Linked DNA regions of Sus scrofa: regions 1 and 2 are each linked to region 3. Evidence: chromatin contacts called from public Hi-C data. All regions are on one chromosome and are shown on one strand. The core of a region is the stretch at or near the end of the contact, and the rest is flanking DNA. Distances in the headings are between cores, read along the strand shown.

Region 1 (3,535 bases), core at 397-2,896, 480 kb before region 3:
TCACCTCTTGGGAGATGCCCAGGGGGAGCCAGTACAGGTGGGAAGGTCTGGGGCAGGCTGCCCTGCCCCCCAGGATCAAATACCGTGCGAACCACTTTCCCTCCCTCCCCACCAGACACAGCCCAGCACGCCTCACCAAAGGCCCCAGCCCTCTCTCAATGGGTGGTCTCAGGACCACCTGCATCAGGAGTTCTGATTAGAAATGCAGATTCCTGGGCTCAGCTCAGACCTCCTAGAACACTAGCTGGGCCTTTGTATGTTTTGTTCCAAGGGATCCCCAGTGCCTGGAAAAGTGTCTAGCACAAGGACAGCACTCCATACATATTTGTGGATTGAACGAATGAGCCAGAAACCTCAGAGTTAAGGGCTAGGAACCTGAGTTTTTACTAAGTCCTCGAAGTGATTCAGAGGCAGTGGTCTGGAACAGAGAGAGGAATTCAGATTCGGAGGACAACAACAGATTTTATCGCATGGTACTGGTATTGTCCTGACCTGTCCTGAAGCCTGCTCACCCAGGGGTCCTTTGGGTTCCCAGAGGACAGAGCCTAGGTCTTCTCTCTAATCCCCAGCACCCTAGCACGGGTCCTGGAACACAATACACTTTTAATAAATGTTAGTGAGCGAACAAACGGAGTCACAGATTGTCTCAAGTAGAAAATCAGAAAGGAAAACAGATGGAGACATCAGAGCAGCAGGGAGAATTGGGGAGGAGGATTTAACAGGAAAAAATATCGAGGTTCAAAGGCAGACAGCTCAGGAAAGAGAAAGAAATAATAGTTTATATCTGTACAGCCTGCACCTCTTTCACACACATGATCTCAGTTGGTCCGCCTGATTTCCCAGGGTACTAGGCGTTATTAGCCCATTTTACAGATGAGATAAGCGAGGTTAGGGAGGTCAAACGGCTTGCCCAAAGGTGATTCAGCTAGAAGGGCAGGGCCGAGACTGCACAGAAATAGAAGGACTAATAATGACCGAGATGAAAGCAGCACTGCCAGATGAAATCAGGAGAAAGAGCGAGCGCCAAGGGGGAGGCCAAGCGACCAGAAGAGTAACGCGCTTTCACAAAAGTAAAGCCCCCACCCTCCCTCTCAAGTCAGCCCGCCCGGAGCGGAGTGGGACCGAGGCTGGGGATCCGCGGGAGAGAAGTGAGGGGGGCGGGGCTCGGAGTGCCGGCCGAGGCCCCCAAGCTCCGGGTTCCGAGACCCTACCGACTGCCCTCTGGGCCGGGGTCCTCCGCTCGCCCCCCAAAGCGTGCAGGCGGGGGTGGGGGGCCCCGGGCACGCCTCGCCCCTCCCTCCTCCCCCGCCGGCTCAAACAAAGGAGCCCTAGCGCGCGGCCAAGCTCAAGCGGCGCCGCGCACAGAGCGAGTGTCGGGCGCGCGCCCGCGCCGGGCGCGCGCAGGCCCGGCTCGCCCTTCGCCGGGTTCGGCCCGGCTACCTGGGGTTACTGGAGTTCCAATAGACCTCGTGGCGGAGACCAGAGCTCCCTCTCAGAGGGGAGCTGAGGAGCGCGGCCCAGAGGACAGTCCGCAGCAGGGGCTGCAGCCGCATCGCCCCCGGGGTCTGGTTTAGTCTGGCCCGGCCTGTCCCGGCCCGCTTCGCAGTCGCGGCGAGAAAGGTACAAAGTGCAGAGGAGGGGGGTGTGGGGGGGCTTTGCGGGTAGGGGGGTGGGGTGCCGACACACAGGCCCGGCCTCCAGATAACTTTCCACCAATGGGGGCGCGTCTCCGCCTCTTCATTCAAAGCCAACTCTGATTAACCTTCTGTGCGCCGTGGCGCGCCGCCCGCTTACCAAACTCTCGCTAAGGCTGGACTGCATTTCGAGAGGGCGGCGTGGAGGGGCTTAGTTCACTGTCTAGGAGTTGTTTTAGGGAGGTCGTGTCTTTCATGTCTGTATTACTACTGAATAGAAAACCCTATTAAATCTTTGGAATATTTAAATATGTGCCCATGCTTTTTGCTCAGAAAGAGGCAAGTGAGACACGGGCAAGGATCCACCAAGCTTGTCCAGCCATCTTAGGCACCATTGCTCGTTTTTCTTTGCATACGTAGGGACAGCGCGAGGGGAAGGGACAAATCGCCTCCTGGGACATTCCCTCCACCCCCACAGAGCCTCAGGTGGCGAGCTTGATGCTCGTCTCGGAGTCGGCGCCTGTCCCTTCCCGCTCCACACCTTCGTTCTCGGTGAAGGAAGGCCCCAGTCTCAAAGACGAAATAATGAGGTGGTTGCGGCCGGTACAAAGCACCTTTGTTCCTGAACCCTCAGGTGGGGGCGGGGGAGAGGAGAGGCAGGTGTGCGGCCTTGGGATCGTGGGAGCCGCCGCCCCGCCCCGCCCCAGCTCCGGGGCTCTGAGAGCACCAGCCAATTCCATTTTTCCCAGCCACTGGTCAGAGGGTGGGGACGGCGGATCCAACAGCTTGGCCGGTTTGTCGATGGCCGCCGCCAGAGGCCGCGCAGGGTTGGGGGCAAGGACATAGCGACTGGGGGCGGCAGAGAGCGTACAACCCCCTTTGTGGTACTGAACTGTGCAGAGAGTCATCCCAGGCTGGGCATAAACGAGCCGCGAGCGGCCCGGGGACACTTGCGAACCCAGCCTGGGACTCTTGCGGGCCGGACTTCGTCTGGGGCGGCAGCGTCTCCTGGCGGCCAGACCTGGAATCGTGGCATGGGAGACCCTCCTTCCTTAAGCAGACAAACTTCAAGGCGCGCTCCCAAGACCTTACGTTTATTGCGGCTGAGCAGAGACAGGCTACGTGCACCTCCCTCAGCCCCGTCCAGCGCCCAGCCCCTCCCCAACCACCAGCTGCCACTGCATGGGTGGGTCCCCAGGGTGCTGCTCGACAGTGCAAGTAGGTGCCTGGTCTTAGGATGCCTGCTCCGTAGCGTCCAGGCTCCAGCTACTTCAGTCGTCGAGGGGGACTCCGGCGGTCGGGTCCGCCTGTTGAAGTCCTAAGTCCAGGTTGGAGGCAGCAGAACCTCAGAAGAGGTCAGAGGTAGAGGGAGGACATTGCTGGGGGTGGCGGCGCAGGCCTGGGATGTGGGAAGCCAAGAAAAAGGTCAGAGGTCCCCTTTCCCCAGACGACTCACCCCGCCGGCCCATCCTTACCTCCCCACCTTCCTTACCTGGAGGGTACCACCGGGGGCGGGATTCCAGCTTCAGGGCCGGGCAGGTCACCTGAAGGGCGCCAGCCCTGGGGGTCAGCAGGCAGTGGCTTTCTCGGGGGTGGGGGCTTGGTAGGCCCCTGAGGCTGAGAGAGAGAAGGCAGGAGGCCAGCTTGGGAGGGAGTATCATGCTGCCCACCTCCAATGCATTGGTGCTGGGGAACCCCAGCTTGAGGGGTGGCACTAGAAGTCACCTTTATCTCCAAACAAACCTGTCACCATTAAAGATGCCCCTGGGATCTGTGCCCTTAGGCACAGGGGGCATCTTGCCACGGGCACCACTGCCAAGGCTACCAGCACCACAGCCCTGGGTGAGGGAAGAGGCTGTGCCCTTCTCTCCCCCCAGTTACCTTCGGGCGCCTCAACACCG
Region 2 (3,519 bases), core at 304-2,803, 350 kb before region 3:
AGGTGTGCATTATCAATGATGAACTCAGAGTGACTTGCTGACGGTCACGTTCCCGCTAAGAGTCAAAGCTGGGATTACAACTCCCCTCTAGCTGCCCTCTAAATTCCCAGATGAGTGTACTGCTTTCAGAGTTGTTTACAAGAAAAAAAAGACCTTCCCAAAGTCCAATCTTTGTGTATCTGACCATTGATCATTCAATGTCCACAGCTTCTCCTGTGCCATGTTTTCAATATTCAGTGAATTAATGGTTTCTCTCAAAGAAGGTCTTTCCATCTCATTTCTCTGCACATGACCTTATAGCTTGTAAGATGGAGGCAGTAATGGGTCGCAGGCCCTGTGTTGACAAGCTCAGAGAACTACCGGACAGCTGTGACAGAGCCAGAGCTAAAGAAACTCCACTTGCAGGAGTTCACCTTGTGGCTCAGCGGAAACGAATCCGACTAGTATCCATGAGGCCACGATTCCTGGCCTCGCTCAGTGGGTTAAGGATCTGGCGTTGCCACGAGCTGCGGTGTAGGTCGCAGACCCAGCATTGCTGGGGATGTGGTGTAGGCAGGTAGCTACAGCTCTGCTTCCACTCCTAGCCTGGGAACTTCCATATGCCCCGGTGCGGCTCTAAAAAGCAAAATAATTAAATACATAAAACAAAAAAAAGAAATTCTGATTGCTTAACGGGCTGGCTGTCAACCGCTGGGAGCAGAGGCAGGACTGGGAATTCAGGGAAGGGACAGATCAGCATCCCTTATTTTTCCCCCTAGAACTCCTGGCTGAGAGCTGGACTCCACATAAAACTAGGTAATTTCCAGAAGTGGCTTCAAAGCCCCCTTTTAACTTATTCTATAGTCATTCCAAGCTCTGTGGATTCCGAAAATCTTTGGAGTGAAGGATGCGGCTAGAAAAGCGATGAGAATTTTCTCGCGGGCCTTAAAGGGTCGAACACATCGACCCCTCCGGTTTTCAAACCGGCTTAACAATAAAATCAGGTCTTTTGACTAAGTCCCACCCCCAGCATGACGTCACCAGACACACCTCTCGAGTCCTCGCCAGGTTTCGTCTCCAGAAACACCCATTTTCACTGTGGGGCATATAAGGATTGGCTTTACACGTACATTAAAATGCACAGATAAAAAGGCAGTTTTGAAAACGTCTGCAATATGAACACGTTTATTCTTTTTTTTCACAATTTTTTAGGACGGTGTGGAAGACAGCGTGAGGGTCACTTCGGACATTTTAAGATGTCACTCCTCCTCGGAGGAAAATAGTCGCGTCCAATTCCCGCCCCCTCACGTGTCACGAGCGTCAGCTCAGAAGGCGAGGCCGTGACGTTAGAGTCTGGGCGGGTTGGACTGTTCCAAATGAGTTCTGGCAGGGGAGCTTCTTTAGGGGAGAAAGCTGCCCAGGGACTTAACCTTCTTTCTCTCCACAGTCCATTTATGTAGGCTTTAGTGTAAAGGCACAGAAGCACTTGTGCAGGTTGACCATCCTCTCCACGGCCATGGAGAAGACGGGCGGGCGGAACCCCTTCTTGTTGCCGCTCCATCCAGTGGCCGCGTCCATTCTGTGCCGGGTGGCTCGATTTAAGGGGTAAGGGTTCAGGATCCGCTGTAGGGATCGCAAAGCGTAGCGGCCCCATGGCACCCCTGGGAAGCGTCCCGCGGTTGGTGCTGCTTTTCAGCGGGAAGAGGAAATCCGGGAAGGACTTCGTGACCGAGGCGCTGCAGAGCAGGTGTCCGTGGGGCCGGGACGGAGGAGGACCGGGGAGATCCCCAGTCACGTGACACGAGGGGTGTGTTTGGGTGTGATAGAGTGTACTTTGCGTAGGGGGTCCTCATGTTGCTGGGCAGGGGGAGCCCTGGGCGGCGAGAGGTGCAGGATTGTCACCATCACGTTGAAGAGAATCTACACACAGCCCTCCTCAAAGAACCAGGGGCCCACCTCTCCAGAAGCTGTAAGCTGTTAGGTCTCTCCAAGAAGCATAAAGAAGTTATAAAAAAGGCACTTTTTATAAACCACTCCCAGTCTTCCAGACAGTGTTGCCAGGTAACTGTTACAGATGAGGAAATTGAGTCACAAATAAAGGAATTTTCTCAGCCCACACCCCAGTGTGTCTGACTCCAAAGACAAATCTTTGCCCCACAATCACCTAGGACCTGGGGTTTATTTGAGCCTTTATTGTGTGCCAAATACTGTATGGATATATAATTTAATTCTCAAAATTTCTTTGTTAGGTACTGTGTGGTCTTATTCGTCAGTATCTCCGTTTCACAAATGAAGAAACCCACACTCTGAAAAGTTAAAAAACAAAACAAAACAAAACAGGAGTTCCCGTTGTGGCACAGCGGTTAACGAATCTGACTAGGAACCATGAGGCTGCGCGTTCGATCCCTGGCCTCGCTCAGTGGGTTAAGGATCTGGTGTTGCTGTGAGCTGTGGTGTAGGTCACAGAGGAGGCTCGGATCTCCCGTTGCTGTGGCTGTGGCGTAGGCTGGCAGCTACAGCTCCGATTAGACCCCTAGCCTCCATGTACTGTGGGAGCAGCCCAAGAAATGGCAAAAAAACAAACAAGCAAGCAAACCCCAAAACCCAGACCCAGACTTGCCAGGAGCACAAAGTAATTGGCAGATCCAGGACTCAAATTCAGCTTTAGTCTAGCTCCAAGGAATGAATTCCTTCTGCTTTATCCCACTGCTTCTCCAGATAATACCTTTTGCTCAGGTTTTCTCTCCAAGTAAGATGTTCGGTGTGGGAGCACTTTTGCTGAGATGCGGCCCTGGAGAGCACAGAAGCCAGGTCCTCTTGAGGGCCAGTGTGGTGGGGGTACCAGGAGGTTGCTTTGGGGCACCATGGGGGTTCTAAGAGGTTGTGGAAAAGCCCAGGGCAGAGTTTGCCACCTGAATCGTTCACCACTAAGTGTCTGCCACTTTCTCCTAAGTTTTGTTTCTCTTCACCCCCAAACACAGAAATCAAATAGTGGTCAGAAGCACAGGCTCTGGAATTAGACTGCTGGGATTCAAATCCTGACTCACCACTTATTGGAGTGTGATCTTGCACAAGTTTCTTATGAACTGTGTGCCTCAGTTTTGCCATCTGTAAAATGGAGTCAGTAATAGGGTTAAATGAGATAATGTACATGAAGGGCTTGGAATAATTCTTGGCACTTAGTTGAGACACAGGACCTAAATCCTGGCTTTTTAAAAAAGTTTTTACTTTTTTAATGTTTTTTTTTGTCTTTTTAGGGCCGCACCCATGGCATATGGAGGTTCCCAGCTAGGGGTCAAATCGGAGCTACAGTTGCCAGCCAACACCACAGCCACAGCTGTGCTGGGTCCGAGCCATGTCTGTGATCTACACCACAGCTCATGGCAATGCTCGATCCTTAACCCGCTGAGGGAGACCAGGGATCAAACTTGCGTCCTCATGGATCCTAGCTGGGTTCGTTAACTAACGGGAATTCCTATTTTTATTTTACCAATATTGGCCTTGTTACTTGCAGTGGAGCTTTGGGCGAGTCAGTTTTCC
Region 3 (3,375 bases), core at 746-3,245:
ACAGCACCCATGCTCCCTCCCACACTTCCTCAAGCCTTGGGACCTCCAGAAGAATAAGCACAAACACAGTCTGGCTCTGCTGATGTCAGTAGCTGGGCAGAAAGTTTAGGACCCCCAACTCACCACACTGATGAGCTGGGCTAATGATACCATGAGCTGTACTGTCACCAACTCAGAGCCATTGGTGGCTGGGCGGATAAGCTTGTTGTAGCGGGAAGGATCCAGGAGATGCTCCACCAGCCGCTCCTCTGTGTCTGTACCCCAGACTCCTGGGCGTTGGGGGGAAGAGGGCAGGAGGTAAGTATGTAGGCCCACCCAGGATCCCACTCTCCTTAGGTAAGTATGACAACCCAGGCCCAGACAGGAGGCTATAGCTTCCCAGTGCTCCATCCCTAAAGATATAGCAAAATGCGGAGGTTACCCCATGGAAGCCCCTCACAGAGACGTCCCTCTCTAAGACCACCGACCAAGGAGCCCAGACAGCACCTCCACACACGTCTCCAGACTAAGAACCCATCCTGGGAATTCCCTGGTATCTCAGCAAGTTAAGGATCCAGTGTTGTCACTGTAGTGGCCTGAGTCACTGCTATGGTGCAGGTTTGATCCCTGGCCCAGGAACTTCCCCATGCCCTAGGCACAGCCAAAAAAATAGTAATAATTTAAAAAATAAAATAAGAACTCATTCTGCAAGGATTAGTGGAGACCTGCCCTTTCTGCAAGGTCTCAGAGGATGGTTTCAAAAGCCTTGAGATTTCTGTCTCCATGGCTTCTCCTGGAAGATACGTATAGTTCAAGGAAGGCTTTGGAGGATGGTGGAAGGGGAACAGTTATTCATGTCCCATCGCACAGCCTCTTTCCTCAGTCAGTGCCCATCTACGTGTGCAAGCAACACTATGTGCCTCTACATGTGGCTGTGACTGTGACACCCCTCTCCCCCCAAAGGTACTGGCTACCAGAGCCATGGTTCAGGGCATATATTTAGTCCCCAGTTCCATGCATACGGAGCCCACCTCTCATGAGACTGCAGGCAGGTATGGAAAGCCCATCTCCTTCCCCACTCTATCGCCTTCTGCAACTCTGCACGAATGCATCCCACCCCTCAGAGACTCCTCCCTGGCTCTCAGCCTGGCAAAGCTTCTTCCCTTCCGAGTCTCCTGTCCACCCTACAAGGGAGTTGAGAAGTCCTTCTCTCCCCTTCCCGCCTTGCCTCTGTGGAGTGAGCAAGATCAGGAGTTCAACGTGAAGGACAGGAAATGATGGGGAGCCAAGGGACGGTGCTGAACCAGGTACATTTTCTTGATATAATGTTTCACAAGAAGCCAAATGGCATCTCAGCTACAGAGTCTCCCCTTCCTGCCACCCCAGAAAGCGGGGGGAGGGGGGGAACGACGACACGCCTCCCTCCTTCCTCTCTGTTTTCACCCCCTCCCCACCATCACTGCCCAGGTTGCCGTCTCTTCCCAGCATCACTTGGGTTTGTCCTCCTCCCAGTTCAGTTTCCCAGGTACTCCCTGCAGTCCAGAGGTTCTCTCCTATAATCCCCAGTAGACTCCCCGCTTTAGGGATCCCTCCCTTCCACCTTCGAGCCTGACCCGGGTGAGACAGGGCGCGGAAACTTGTCCTTACCTGAGCACAGCCCGAGGAGGCCGATGCTGAGGAGCAGCGCCATGGGGCCAGAGCGCCAGGCCATGCCTCTGGCATAGCTCGCCGGCTCGCCTAAAGTGGTGGGAGCGCGCCGCAGGCTGGAGGGCCGCGGGCTGAGCGCTGTCCGTGGTGCTGAAGCCGATCCCTCCCCGCCCCGCCCCGCCCCGCCCGCCCCCAGCTGGAGCTGAGCCCAGGTTGTGCTTGCGGCCTTGGGTGCTGCCGTGCCGGCCGTCACGGAGGTTCCTGGGGCTCAACGAGCTGGCTGCATGAAGCAACTAGCTTCTCGCTTATCCTGGGCTGAGCAGGCGGAGGCTTTTCCGGCTGCTCTTCCTCGGAATACAATTGGGTGGGGGGGGGGGGAGGAGTCTCCGCCCCGGAGGCGGAAGCGCCTGAGCTCAGAATAAAAGGGGTCTCTGCGTGGGGTATTCTCCTGTTGGTCCTGCTTGGTTAGGGTGTGCGTGAGGCGGAAGACGGAAGATTCACGGGACGGCGGAGGAGTTTTGAAGCCCCAAAGTTGGAGCCAGACCTGGAGGGGTCTGAAAAGCTTCTGGAGGAAAAAGCGAGTAAGACAAATAGGCCAGGACCCTCTAAGCACCGGGGATCGAGGGCCAGAATGAGGAGGCAGGAATTTCTGGGGTACCCCCCCTTTTCTTTTTCCTCTTTTCTCTCTCAAGATCATTTTTTCTCAAATGATCTTGCTTCCTGGGAAGGCTGAGGATGCAGCCAAGAAAATGCATTTTAGGCCCCCAGAGAAAGTGATAGAGGGGTGTAGATATGCTGTTTTAAGAAAGCGAACAATTTTGGTGTCTGGAAACAGGATCCCCTCACCTGTTCCCTTCTCTGCCCCCATAATCTTCCTAAAAGGCCAAGCTTTCTGCCCTCCCGCAGGGGATCTAAGGTGGGCCCTGTGGACACTGCCTGAAAAGAAGGCGACCTTCAAGAATGGAAGGGTAAGTGGCCCTTATCAATTAGCCTTTCTCATCGAATTCCCTGCCTCTCCAGTCTTTGGCTTCTGTATGACAAGGGGGATCAGAGAATGATTTCACAGAGGCCAGCCCAAGAATGAGGCTAACACAAAGGAGAGCAAAGATGAGACAGAGACAGAGAGAGGTGTCAAAACTCAATGACATCTTTGATCTTGAAAGCCCTGAACTTTTAGCTTCTGAGCCAATAAAGGCTTCCTTTTTTTCCTAGGTGGATTTTGTCACTTTCAACCAAAAGATTCCTGACTAAAGCAGTCTTATCATACATCAAGGCTCTGTCTCATTCCAGCTCTGCCTATTTCTTCCACCTCCTCTGGGCCACTACCCCCAGCCCCATACTCCTATTGGCAATGTCTTTAAGATCCTCCCATCCTCCACACCTAAGGGCCTTTTAAACATGTAGTTCCCTTGATCCTTTTATCACCTGTTTTCCTTCTGCCACCTTCTACTTAGCTGTGAACATCTGGCAGAAATATCAGTTCCTTTGGGAAGTTGTGCCCGACCAAAGATTAGGTCAGGTGCCCTGCTCTATGTTTCTAGAGGATGTTCAATGAGTGAACAAATCAGTCTAAGGTGATAGCCGTCTCTCCTGCTAGATCATGAACGAGCAGCCGCAGTGCCTGGCATATTGTGAGGACTCCACAAATTAGGAAAAAGGACTGGTACTGGACAGACATCTTTTAACATGTAGAGGAGAATTCCTCTCTAAAAGCTCATGTAAAAGCCACATATTTAATATGTACTTAGC

What was found. A called contact is a pair of places that touch in the nucleus more often than the background predicts.
Region 1: a contact with region 3 is called in a Hi-C map of liver, with 4 times the contacts expected there. A contact is called at or near these places in 3 of 5 promoter capture datasets (fetal liver, fetal skeletal muscle and liver) and 3 of 47 Hi-C or Micro-C datasets (embryonic fibroblasts, liver and skeletal muscle).
Region 2: a contact with region 3 is called in a Hi-C map of liver, with 4 times the contacts expected there. A contact is called at or near these places in 1 of 5 promoter capture datasets (fetal skeletal muscle), 5 of 47 Hi-C or Micro-C datasets (embryonic fibroblasts, fetal skeletal muscle, liver and 1 more) and 2 of 2 datasets of targeted methods (alveolar macrophages and skeletal muscle).

The regions. Positions count from the first base shown.
Region 1 is chr4:94,733,932-94,737,466 of Sscrofa11.1, forward strand. It overlaps EFNA4 (ephrin-A4), which reads right to left and starts at 1,647. Exons shown (of 4, transcript XM_005663331.3): 1 at 1,441-1,647. The coding sequence starts at 1,553. It overlaps ADAM15 (disintegrin and metalloproteinase domain-containing protein 15), which reads right to left. Exons shown (of 21, transcript XM_001929336.5): 20 at 3,127-3,251; 21 at 2,710-3,033. The coding sequence ends at 2,991.
Region 2 is chr4:94,860,115-94,863,633 of Sscrofa11.1, forward strand. It overlaps PMVK (phosphomevalonate kinase), which reads left to right and starts at 1,554. Exons shown (of 5, transcript NM_001168416.1): 1 at 1,554-1,726. The coding sequence starts at 1,632.
Region 3 is chr4:95,209,089-95,212,463 of Sscrofa11.1, forward strand. CHRNB2 (neuronal acetylcholine receptor subunit beta-2) reads right to left here and starts at 1,996. Exons shown (of 6, transcript XM_003125722.4): 1 at 1,627-1,996; 2 at 124-269. The coding sequence starts at 1,690. It overlaps LOC110260318 (a long non-coding RNA gene), which reads left to right and starts at 2,071. Exons shown (of 3, transcript XR_002343431.1): 1 at 2,071-2,207; 2 at 2,509-2,594.